Linked DNA regions of Triticum aestivum: region 2 is linked to region 1. The links are chromatin contacts, called in public Hi-C maps. All regions are on one chromosome and are shown on one strand. Each heading gives the region's core, a stretch centred on a gene start, on an enhancer-like site or on the middle of the called end of the contact. The rest is flanking DNA. Distances are from core to core; before and after follow the strand shown. Region 1 holds the start of LOC123131922. Region 2 holds the start of LOC123131924 (50S ribosomal protein L4).

Region 1 (5,752 bases), core at 190-2,689:
ACCTCTCCTGCAGCTTCTCCCTCCTCCAGGACAGCAAGCAAGCAGCACCTCTCCAAGACAGCAGGCAACAGCAAGCTGTGTATGGCTGTATGCCTAGTTGCCTACTGCCTACCAAATTCTACTTAATTCTGTTGCATAGAACTCTCAAAGGCGTCGCCTCGCCTTATGCCTTAGCGCTTAGGCAGTGAGGCGCCCCCCCAGCACCTCGCCTCGCCTTACCGCCTTAAAAACAGTGGGTACAGCACAAAGCTGCCGTATCAGGGGTGGACACTGTCCCAATACAGGGATACATCCAGATAAACCTAGATATGTATCCCGTATGTATCAGAGGATTTTCCATTTCCCAAAAAAAAATTTAATTTGGATACTTGTGGATACGTCAAAACCCTAAACCTATCCATACAGAACAACCCCCGTGCCCCCTTTCTCGCCGCATTCTCTCCATAACCGACCGGTGTTCCCTCATCCCCTGCCCCAAGCAGCAGCAGTCACCACGCCATCGAGGAAGGAGAAGGCCGAGGTCCAGCCGCTGCTCCGCTGCTCCCTCCCCCAGATATGTACGCTGATGTAGCTCCCTCCCTTCAGCCATGGTGTTGGCTTGATGTCGCCGGTAACTGAAGGAGAAGGCTAGCCGCCACTGCTACTGTGCCCCCATCCTGCAGATCAAAGCGACCCCACAACTCCCTACCGAGCATGGCCACACTCAAGTTCTCAGCCATCTCCATGTCCTCCTCCCATGCGAGAGGTGACATTTTCCTAGCCATGGTGAGTTTGAGACTTTGCCCTTCCCCTTCCCGTCCTTGTTTGCCGAAATTGGTACTACAAAATTGAAACTCTGATGTGGTGGGTGAGCTAGCTGACTTTGTAATAAACCCTGTGTGTGGTGGGTGATTTAGCTGCACCTATTGCTTAATGGAACCGACGATTTCACCCTCAAGAAGAAGCCTACGGATGAATCAGAAGCAAGTGTATTACTCCTACTAATTAGGATTTGGGGGTGGGGAGGAGGCTCAATACCAGGTCCTCGTTGATGACGTGGCAGTCGAGGTCCTCGTCCCAGCCGTCGTGGAGGCCCTTCTCGCGGACCAGGTCGCCGATGTTGACGTGCGCCACGCCCGCGGCGTCGGCGAGGAGGGAGCACGTCGTCGTCTTCCCCGTCCCCGGCGTCCCCGTCACCAGCACGTTGGGCCGCGCGCGGGCGCTGGCTCTCCTCGCCGCCATCTCTGAGTACTGGAGCTGAGCAGTCGGCGATAACGGGGCCGGAGCAAGCAACGCTGGCACAGGGGGCGGCGGCGCAGTCGGAGATGGGAGAGGGCGAGGCACGAGGCGGCTGGGAAGGGAGACGGGAGACGGGGAGAGAGAGGCCAAGACTGGGAGAGAAGGGGAAAGCTTAGATGGGCTAGGGCTTCCTTTGGGCCTTTGAGTAAGCTCGGGTGCTGTCCCTCTTACTGCCCGGCCCGGCCCACTCACCGAAGCTTCTGCCGCATTCGATCCCCTTCCCTCCCTCCCGGAACCGGAGGAGACGTCTTCCACCCGAGATGCTCCTCCTCCGGCGCTGCTGCCACCACGTCCCCCCTCGCCGCGCCGCTCCTCCCCTCCCGGCCATCCACCGCGTCGCGATGTCCTCCGCCCCCGCCTCCCCCTCCGCGACGCCGTCCTCCTCACCGGCGGCGGAGTACCACTGCCGGACCAAGCACAGCCTGACGGCCGGCTACGCGCGCGGCCCGGGCCGCCTCGACTGGGCCAACCAGCCCAACCCCTTCCTCCGCTTCTCGCCTTCCCCCGCCACCCCTCTCCCCAACCCGCCGCCCCCGGCGCCCGTTCCCTACCCGGCCCTCTTCCACGCGCCGCCCCCGCCGCCGCGGCCGCTCTCGCTCGACTCCCTCTCCGACCTCCTCTTCCACTCGCTCGCCCTCTCCGCCTGGAAGTCCGCCGGCGCGTCCACCTGGTCCCTCCGCGTCAACCCCAGCAGCGGCAACCTCCACCCCACCGAGGCCCACGTCCTGTTCGAGGACCCGCGGGAGCCCAGCCGCCTCGTCTTCTCCCACTACGCGCCCCGCGACCACCTCCTCGAGGCCCGCGCCACCCTGTCCGCCGGGGACCGCTCGGCGCTCCTGCCGCGGCCGGCCACCGCAGTGCTCGCGCTGTCGTCCGTCTTCTGGCGGGAGGCCTGGAAGTACGGCGAGCGGGCGCTGCGGTACTGCAACCACGACGTGGGCCACGCGCTGGCCGCGGTCGCCCTGGCCGCAGCCACTCTTGGGTGGGATGCGCGGTTGCTCGACGGCTTGTCCGATCAGGACCTTGGGAGGCTAGTGGGGGTTGACAAAGGGTGCCCTGCCCCTGCTCCTGCAGACAAAATCAAAATGGTGAGTGGCAAGAAGGGGCCAGCGCCATGGGTGGAGAGGCAACACCCAGATTGTGCTCTCCTGTTGTTCCCTGCGGGCTCAGAAGAGCCGGAGGTGGACTATGGGAGGATGAGTGATGCTCTGAGGGAATTCGATGAGTTGGAGTGGGTGGGCAAGGCGAATGCGCTCAGCAAGGATCATGTGGTGTGGGATGTCATTTACAAGACGGCAGAGGCTGTCAAGAAACACCAACCTATGCCTGGGGAGGGCTTCTCGGTGAGCCCGTGGAACACGAGCTCCAAATTGTCGGAAGGGCTGTATAAGGATCTCACGGCGCAGGAGGTGGTACGGCGGCGGAGGAGCGCGGTTGACATGGACGGGGAGCACGTGATGGGGAAGGAGGAATTCTATCAGATACTGCTGCATTGCCTGCCTTCAGGCGAGGTTAGCCCGGGGGGGCGACAGGGACCACAGAGCGCTCTACCATTTCGCGTGTTGCCATGGGACGCAGAGGTGCACGCCGCACTGTTTGTGCACCGTGTCTCAGGACTGCCCAAGGGGCTGTATTTCTTGGTTAGGAACGAAGAGCATTTTGATACATTACGACATGCTATGCGACAAGATTTTGAGTGGGCTCGACCAGAGGGATGCCCTGATGGCCTCCCACTCTACAGGCTGATGAAAGGGGATTGCCAGAGGTTGGCAATGCAGATATCATGTATGCAGGTATATGATCAAATTCAGCAACTGTTATTGCTTATGGCTTCTTTTAACACAAATAATTATATCTTTGTGGCTGCTGAACAATTTTTTCATTGATTTATAATGAATGGCCTTTGCCATGCTCAAACTGTATGTAGAGGCTACCTTCTGTTTGGTGAAGAACATTGTTTGGATTCCTTCTGCTTGTGTGTCTCAATCATGCTGATCAATGGGGTCCCTGTGTGGCTGAAGTTCAGAAACTTAATCTCCCACCTGTAGATGTGGTGCCGCTGTTTGCCTGTTTAGCTCTATGTTATGATACAAGTTCAAGTAGCATGTGGTTGCTTTTGTTTTTGGCTTAGTTTCCTTTCTTTTTTTCTTTTACACCGTAGGGTGTCAAACCTTGTTCCGTTATCCTTCGATAGGGGAACCCGCCAAGTTGGGATGTTGTGTGGTTTTATTTATTTTTGCAGTAATTAGTGGAGCTCATGTGAATACTCAAAGTATTAGTTTTATAGTTTATCATGGAATTGGAGGTGAGATGCTCATGATGCATTCCTGATTCTTGATGCAGGATATTGCCTCACATGGATGTTTTAGCCTTGGGATGATTGCTCGATTTGAACCTGTGCTGGATGACAAAGGTGAATGGATGTATCCTCGTTTATTCTGGGAGACTGGTGTTCTTGGTCAAGTTCTCTACCTTGAGGCGCATGCTGTAGGGATATCTGCCACGGGGATTGGTTGCTACTTTGATGATGCTGGTAAGATGATCCGGTATTTTCAAAAGACCAGTTAGTAATTGAACTGTATGTATGCTCCCTTAACTATATATGGTAAATAGATCTTACTAGCTGTGTTTGGCAAGTAATCTTCATTTGCTGGTACCCAACTTTTCTCTCTGAACAACCGATTTAGAACATACCATTGTGCTGAACAGTTACGCCTCGTGGTTCAAACTTCAAACCAAGCTATAAAGCTGCATTTGTTGTGTTCACGCTTGCAGATCATTTAGTAAGCTTAAGCTAAAGATATAATTGTACTGTCAAGAGGTGGAATGACTAAGCCTCTTATGGTCCTTTTGCTGAATACTTTGTAAATGCCGCATTAAAGTGTGGGAAATTATTGTGTGGGCGGGTACAAGGTTCCCCCTTACAATTAAAAATCATCACAATGTGTTCTTGTGTATGGATCAGGGAAACCTTGCTGCTTTATTGGTTTTGGTCACTAAAATCTTACATGTATATGCTTTAATCTTGAATAACAGATCATATATGTTGTTTGACTTGTTTCTACATGATTCAGTTTGTAGCAAGTACAAATTTATCAGTATTATGTTTTGAGGTTCGGAAATCGTGAACTACCTATTGGTACCCTTGGAACTTGGAAGATCTTGTTTCCAAAAACTTAACTCCTTAACTCATTTCAGTTTTTCATTATTCTTTGGTAGCTGTAGGTATTACCTGTAATTTAAATTCCTGACAAAATATCTAATTAATTTCCTACATACATTTGTTGTGCAGTTCATGAGGTTCTTGGTTTGAAAGACCTGGAGTTCCAAAGCTTGTACCATTTTACGGTGGGTGCCCCTGTGGTTGACAGGCGGATCATGAGTCTCCCTGCGTACCCAGGGCCAGGGATTGATGCATGATTTCTATTTTCTAGGCCAGCCCACGGATCAACATCTGAATGCCTGGATGAAGTACAACTTGTGTTCTTGTATAGGAAAGGAGCCGAGTGAAGGGAACTTATGACTGCAGCACAGGTCTATTAGGATCTTGGTGCATCATCAGATCGTGGTATGTTATGTATAGTCATGCAAGCATAAGAAACAGAAGGTTGCTCAGAGATATGTAGAGGGCGCTTGGTTGGCTGCCGAATTTTGGCTAGTAACAACTGTGAGTTTCTCCTGGGACGGGCATCCCGAATTTTTTTTCTGGAATCTCAAAGTAAATCGGTTGCCCCTTGGGATGATATTCAAAATTTCAGGTCACTCGTTTGCCCCTTGGGATGATATTCATAGAAGTGTAATGTTTATGACCTTTCTGATGTAAGAGTATATACAGCGAGAGAACCCTCTGAATTCTGGAACATGATGCCCATTAACATTCAGTGAACTCAACAGGATTGCTAGCTACTGCAGCAAGCGTGATTTAGAACAAAATCAATACTGACTACCGCAGCAATCTTGAACCATTGTTCCTGTCAATCTTGATTACTAACTACTGCAGCAATCTTGAAGGAGAAAATCAATACTAACTACTGCAGCACAAAATGCTACCACTTCTGTAAAAGAAAAGGCTACAATGTGCAGCTGCTTGGTTTCTTGATGCCTGCTACAGAAGGGTGGAGCGAAGGAACAACATCTCCGTCGAGGATCTCTGCAGGGCAGTCCCGACGTGGAGATGGCGGCGCCGCAGCCGTCCACCCCACCATCAGGGACGCCGATGCGAGCTGCAGCTACAGCTTACAGGTTAAGACATGTTCATCTAACACCCAACTATTTAAGACACGCGCTGCCATATTAGTATCCTTAGAACAAGGACTAATATTAGTTGGACAAAATTGAGACAACGAAACGGACACTCCTCATAGACCGTCGTCGCACTCATGTCTGGTAGAATCGCCTCCTGATGCATAACCTTGAGGGCCTCCATATGGTCAGATTCCACCATGACGATTTTGCTTGCAGCACTTGCCCGGCA
Region 2 (6,114 bases), core at 2,806-5,305, 800 kb after region 1:
ATTGCATGGTGGAGAGGCAAGTTACTCTCCCATCCTGCTAGACTAGGCTTGTCTTGCTAGCATCCGATCCCCATCTATCCGGCAGATTCCCCAAATGGGCAGTAGACATGATTAACACCCAGATGGCAAACTGCCTTCGGAATGGTTTTGAAGACCATAGGAAGATACATTTGGCAAATTGTCCTTTAGTCACCATGAAAAAGGATTTTGGAGGTTTGGGCATTCCCAACATTCATGATCTTAATATCTGTCTGTTGGGTGCCTAGGTGAATAGGTACATGTTTGATGAGGGGAAGATCTAGAGAACTGTAGTTGATAATAATTACTTCCTCTGTAAAGAAATATAAGAGCGTTTAGATCACTAAAATAGTGATCTAAACAATCTTATATTTCTTTACGAACGAAGTACAAACCAATGGCAAACATTTTATGTATCCAAGATAAAGATGCATCAACCTTCTGGAAAGGATTAGTATGGTCCTCTAGGGCAGTCGGATACAAATGGGCACTTGGGGGATGGTAATAAAATTATATTTTGGGAAGATTGCTGGTTTGGTTCATCACCTCTTTCCATTCAATTCTGGGACCTATATGTCTTTTGTAGAGAACAGGGGCAAACTATTAGACAAGTGGGAGATGGGGTAACCCTGAAACTCACTTTTAGAAGAGCTTTCTCACCTCCTATGATATGTAATTGGCTTGAGTTAGAGGCTATTGCTAATAGTATCTCTTTACTAAGGATACTGACTCTCTAGTGTGGTAATACACAGCTTCATGGGTTTACTCCTCAAGCTCTCTTTATGCAATATCAATTATAGGGGGGTCTCTTCTATTTTTATTCCTGCTGTCTGGAAGCTTATTGTACCTCCCAGGATACATATTTTATTGTGGTTAGTTGCTTATAATAAGATTATGACAAGGGAAAACCTGTGGAGTGTGTTTTCTGCTTAGAGCGTGGGAGTGTGCAACCTCTCTTCTTTGACTGTTTAATAGCCAAGATTGTTTGGGAGGAGATTAGTTCCTTTCTCTCTAAACAAATTTGCATCTCTGTGGAATCTATTTCTTCATGTTGGATTGCGAGCAAGAAAATGGATGCCATTAACTCTGTTTCATCTGTTGTTTTATGGTATATATGGAAGCACAGGAACAACATGATTTTTAACAGTGTTGTTTGACTTTCTTTAACCCAGGTTTGGTCGATGGTTTTAAGAACTGTCAAGAAATGGCGCCTCCTATTCAAGGACCACATGCTGGAACAGATGGACCAATTTCTGCCCCCACCTACAAGGCTTGCTGAGAAGACACACACAACTGGAGTGGGGGTGAAGGAGCAAGGAGCTGTCGATGGTTACTCAACTAACTTCGTGCTGGGTGGCCTGGGGTTGATGAGTCCTACATCTACACCGGAGATTGTCTATTAGCCGCTGCCCCAACCCCTCAGCTGCAAGTGTAGCATCTTTATCGTAGCATGTTTCCCTGTTTTTTGGTGTTTCAGTTTTACTGCCACTTTGTAAATAGCTTAAAACGTCAAGTGTATGGTGTGCTTTTCAATTTTCATTTTATCTCGCTGGTTATATCTGTACTGGACAAAACAATCCCATTTTATTCGGGCGTCTATGTGCAACGGAGCCGGCAAAACTGGCCAAATGGGTCGTGCCAGCTGGGCCGACCCGCTAGCACACATGCACGTCATGAGCCAAGCAGGGGCGGGGGACGGGGACGCGGGCTGGTACGAGACTACACAATTAGTTCTTTGTTTTTCCTAGATATTTAAAATATTTATAGGCTATAGCTCAACAGGCAGAAAGTACATGGCCCAAGAGTGCTTGGCGTGCCGACGGGCCGGCCTGTTTAGGTAAGCGGTCATGCCCGAAATAACTAATTAAGGAATATTCCTTTCAAAGATCACTCTCATCTTTTTAGGTTACGACAAATGACGCACTACACCCACGCCATTTATCGTGATCTGAGAGTTATCTCTTTTTCCGTACGTCCTTTATTCAAAACATTTTATCTCTTAAACCGTGCGTCCAAATTTTAAACCGTTTTTTCATCATTGGATTCCTCGCATCGAGAACTTCAAATTAGATTTCATGTTGATAGGTTTAACAAACTTTTTTTCATGAAAAAAGATGAATGAAAAACCTAATTGGGAGCACATATTTTTCCTTTCTGAAAGAGGCACGGCCGCATCTCTCGCGGAAGGAAAACTGTGCCACTCGCGAAAAAACCAGAAAACGCATTTTTTTTCCGTTTCCGAGAGGCACGCCCGTGCCTCTCGCAAAAGCACAATCGTGTCTCTCGCGGAAGTAAAAGCTTGCTTCTCGCGGATGGGAAAAAACAGAAAACATGTTTTATTTGCGTTTTTGAGAGGCATGATCACGAAACTATGCCTCTCGCGGAAGAAAAAAAATATACAGAAAACGCGTTTTTTCATTTCCAAAAGGCATGGCCATGTCTCTCGCGAAAGCACAACCGTACCTCTTACGGAATCAAAACCGTACTTCTCGTGAAAGGAAAAAAAACAAAAAACACATTTTTGTCCTGTTTCCGATAGGCTCGCGAAAGCACAATCATGCCTCTCGCAGAAGCAAAACCACGCCTCTCGCAGAAAAAAACACTAAAAGCATGTTTTTTCATGTTTCCGAAAAGCATGGTCGTACCTCTTGCGAAAGCAAAACTGTGCCTCCCGCGAAAGCAAAATCGTGCCTCTTGCAGAAGAAAAAAACATATTTTACGCATAATTTTTTTTGGATTCTTTTTCAAAAGTTAAGGAAGATCGGTGAAAAAGTAAAAATTTCAAAAAAATAAAAACCATTTAAAAAGCTGAAAACACGTGCGAAAAAAATTAAAAAATTTAAAGGGAACGACCAGAGTGTGACACGTGGCGGCGGGCCGACAGTTAAGAGCATGTCAAGTGATGGTTAGGAGGCTCCCAAAGAAGCGCTCGCCAACTAGTTATTCTTGGCCGTGCCTGGGCTGATAGGTGCAGCATGTGGGCTGGCACGGCACGAACGCGCCCTGTAGCTAAAAAATAATAGGCGTTGACAAAGATTCGAACGCGCGATGCTTGGCTACACAGCATGACTTCTTGCCAACTAGGCTAGCAGTCGTAGCTGATGAAATGGCTAGCATCAAACTTAAAGAACAAATAAGCTGCGCAGATCTGAATTAGTCTAAGAATTTCGGAAGCAATATTTTTTTAAAAACGGAATGTTGTGTGAAAAGCAAAAACTTACTAAATTTGTGAACAACTTTTAAAAAGCTATAAAATTTTCGAAAAACAAGAATATTTTTTGAAAATCTTGAACAGTTTTTTTGCAACCAGAACATTTTTACAAATTTCAGAACAAAATTTGGAAAGGTGAACATATTTTCAAATTCCTGAACAAAATTTCCAAACACGATTTTTTAAAACCTTGTGAACAATTTTTAAAACTGGAACATTTTTTTAAACTTCTGAAAAATGAAAACATGAACAATTTTTAAAACTGGAACATTTTTGAAACTTCTGAAAAAATGAAAACATGAACAATTTTTAAAACAGAAACGTTTTCTAAAAATGTGAAATTTTTTGAACAAAAACATTCAGAATAATTTTTTAATGCCGGAACAATTTTTGGAAAAAGCAAACATTTTTCGAATTTTGAACATTTTTTTTAAACACGAACATTTTTTGAAATTTGGAACTTTTTTAGAAACACGAACAAATTTTGGACTTTCTGAACAATTTTCGAAAGAAACAAAAAAGGGAAAAAACGGAAACCAGAAAAAGAAGAAGAAAACGAAACAGAAAAACAGAGAAAAGAAAAACGAAAAAACCCAAGAAGTAACAGGAAAAACGGTAAAAACAAGAAAAAACGGTTCAGGGAACCTTCTAGAGGCTTCCCAAAACCGGATGTCTAGCTCTGGTTTAATGGGCCGGCCCATTGCTAGCGATGCGGGGTATTGCCTGTGCGTTCTGTCGACATTTTGACGCAATGAGCGGCGCATAGGATTTTCCGTGAAAGACACGATTAGCACGGGCGGGCTCGTTTGGCCTGTTGATCTAAAAAAACACGCAGCCCAGCCAGGCAGAGCCGAGCCCGACCCGTCAACCCTTTCCCCTCCAGAACCCTCCTGCTCCATCCTCTCTCCCTCCCCGTCAGCCGCCGCCGCCGCCGCCGCCGCGAAAACCACCAGCCTAGCCTTGCTGGAGCCGGGCGGAGAGGACGCGGCCAGCCGATGCAAGCCCTCGCACGTGCCGCGTCCCTCCTGCGCCGAGCCGTGGCCTGCCCGCCTCAGCTCGGCGCCGCCGGCCGCGACACCCCGCTCCTCGCCAAGGTCTGGCTCTCGAACCCCATCTGTCACGTTGGTTCTCCTTGGGGCTGGTGCGACGTGCTCCGCCAGTTGGAATACGTGAGACCGCATTTCGCTTGCTGGATATGTAGGGTTTACGACGGTTTTAGAAACCATGGATTTGGGCGCGTCCGTCGGGATGGTACCAAGATCCCATCAGCCAGTCAGGATTTGTGGAGCAATTGACACTGATTTTTTGGGGGTTTGGGTCATATTCCTGATATTTGGGAAGAAGAAATCGCATATGCTGCTATCTACTCTTAAGAAATTAGTAGTTTCAGGGATTTTTCTTCTTACTTCTCATTCACAACCTGAGAGGCATAGATAACTGAACAGCTTCCATGAGTATAGTGGCAGAACAGTAGAGTTAAATGGCTAAACAGACTGCCTGTTTTAACTGAACTAAAATCAACAGTAATTAAGACATGATGCTAAATAACAACTGCCGTTGGATATGGCTGCCAGGCTTGTGTAGCATTGGATAACTGAGCTTGTCCCTCGTTTGTTTGGTGCCTATAGATGTATGTGCTAAAACTGCCCCTCGTTATAGGACCTGACAGATAACCAGATGCTACTCTGTGAACAGATTTTTGTGGTGGATTTTATGCTTGGTCGCTTCTAGTTTGGAAATGTAGCATTTGATTGAGTGTGATTGGGTTTAGGTATCAGCTTGCTCAGGTACTTTCAGATCCAGATTGCAATCATTAACAAATATGGGCTTGCTCGAGTTCTGTCTCAGTGAGGATTAGCAAATAGCAACAATGTGCTATGTTCAAAAGTTTATTTTCTGTATCTTGTTATGTATTAACTATTAAGTGTCTTGGCTATATTTCATGGCATCTGATTCTTGTTCTGCCTTCTCAGTTAGCTTTCATCATTTGCAGATTTTGCCAAATGTCTACTCCAATGGGTATTCTACTCTTATGGCTCCAGCAAATGAAGTGCTGATTCCACCGGAACTTCTATCTAGCAAGACTGTCTGGACACCAGACCGAGAGCTTGGTGTGTTTCTGGTGTTTCTTATCCATCTGCTGCTATCACAATGCTGTTTCTCTTGAGTTAGATAAAAACAACACTTTTTATAGGCAATTTTTGATTCAAGGCTTTGGTGCTACATTAAAGCCGAACCTGTTTTATGGTGTCCACTTTAAGCATTGGTAGACCAAAACTACCATGTAGCTCACAGCGATGAATGTGTTTTGGGTTGCTGGCGGCACTTCCGAAGGAATGATTACTCTTGATCAGAAGAAGGCGTTTAGGGAGGCCACCACCGTCTTTGTAGGAGCCGTTCTGAGTGTGATCGGAGACAACTTAGTTGATGCATATCTCCATATGTGGGTTGCCAAGAACTTGTGGGATGCGCTCAAGGAAAAATCTGGTGGTAGTAATGCTGGGAGCGTGTTGTATTGCCATGGAGTAGTTCCATGACTGCAGCATGGTTGAAAACTGTCCTGTGCTGGATGAGGCACATGAGATAAAAGTACATCGCTAAGGAGCTTGAAGGCAACCCGCATAAGGAGATATGCATCATCTAACTTGTCTCCGATCACACTCAAAATGGCTCTAAGAAAGGTGGTGCTGGCCTCCCTAAATGCCTTCTGATCAGGAGGAATCGTTCTTTCGGGAGTGCCACCAGTGACCCAGAACACATTCATCGCTGTGAGCCACAAGGTAGTTTTGGTCTGCCAACGCTTAAAGTGGACACCTGTAATCAGGTTCAGTTTTAATGTAGCAACAAAGCCTTGAATCAAAAAATTCACTATAAAAATTAGGTTT

Evidence for each region. Hi-C and Micro-C count contacts between places; a contact is called where the count stands out from the background.
Region 2: a Hi-C map of leaf shows a contact between it and region 1, with 5 times the contacts expected there. The contact joins the promoter of LOC123131924 here to the promoter of LOC123131922 in region 1. A contact is called at or near these places in 2 of 5 Hi-C or Micro-C datasets (both in leaf).

The regions. Positions count from the first base shown.
Region 1 is chr6A:44,980,735-44,986,486 of IWGSC CS RefSeq v2.1, forward strand. LOC123131922 reads left to right here and starts at 1,440. Exons shown (of 3, transcript XM_044551646.1): 1 at 1,440-3,071; 2 at 3,622-3,811; 3 at 4,571-5,138. The coding sequence starts at 1,539. The coding sequence ends at 4,698. It overlaps LOC123131923 (adenylate kinase isoenzyme 6 homolog), which reads right to left and starts at 1,380. Exons shown (of 3, transcript XM_044551647.1): 1 at 1,018-1,380. The coding sequence starts at 1,221.
Region 2 is chr6A:45,775,010-45,781,123 of IWGSC CS RefSeq v2.1, forward strand. It overlaps LOC123131924 (50S ribosomal protein L4), which reads left to right and starts at 4,056. Exons shown (of 7, transcript XM_044551648.1): 1 at 4,056-4,323; 2 at 5,223-5,340. The coding sequence starts at 4,225.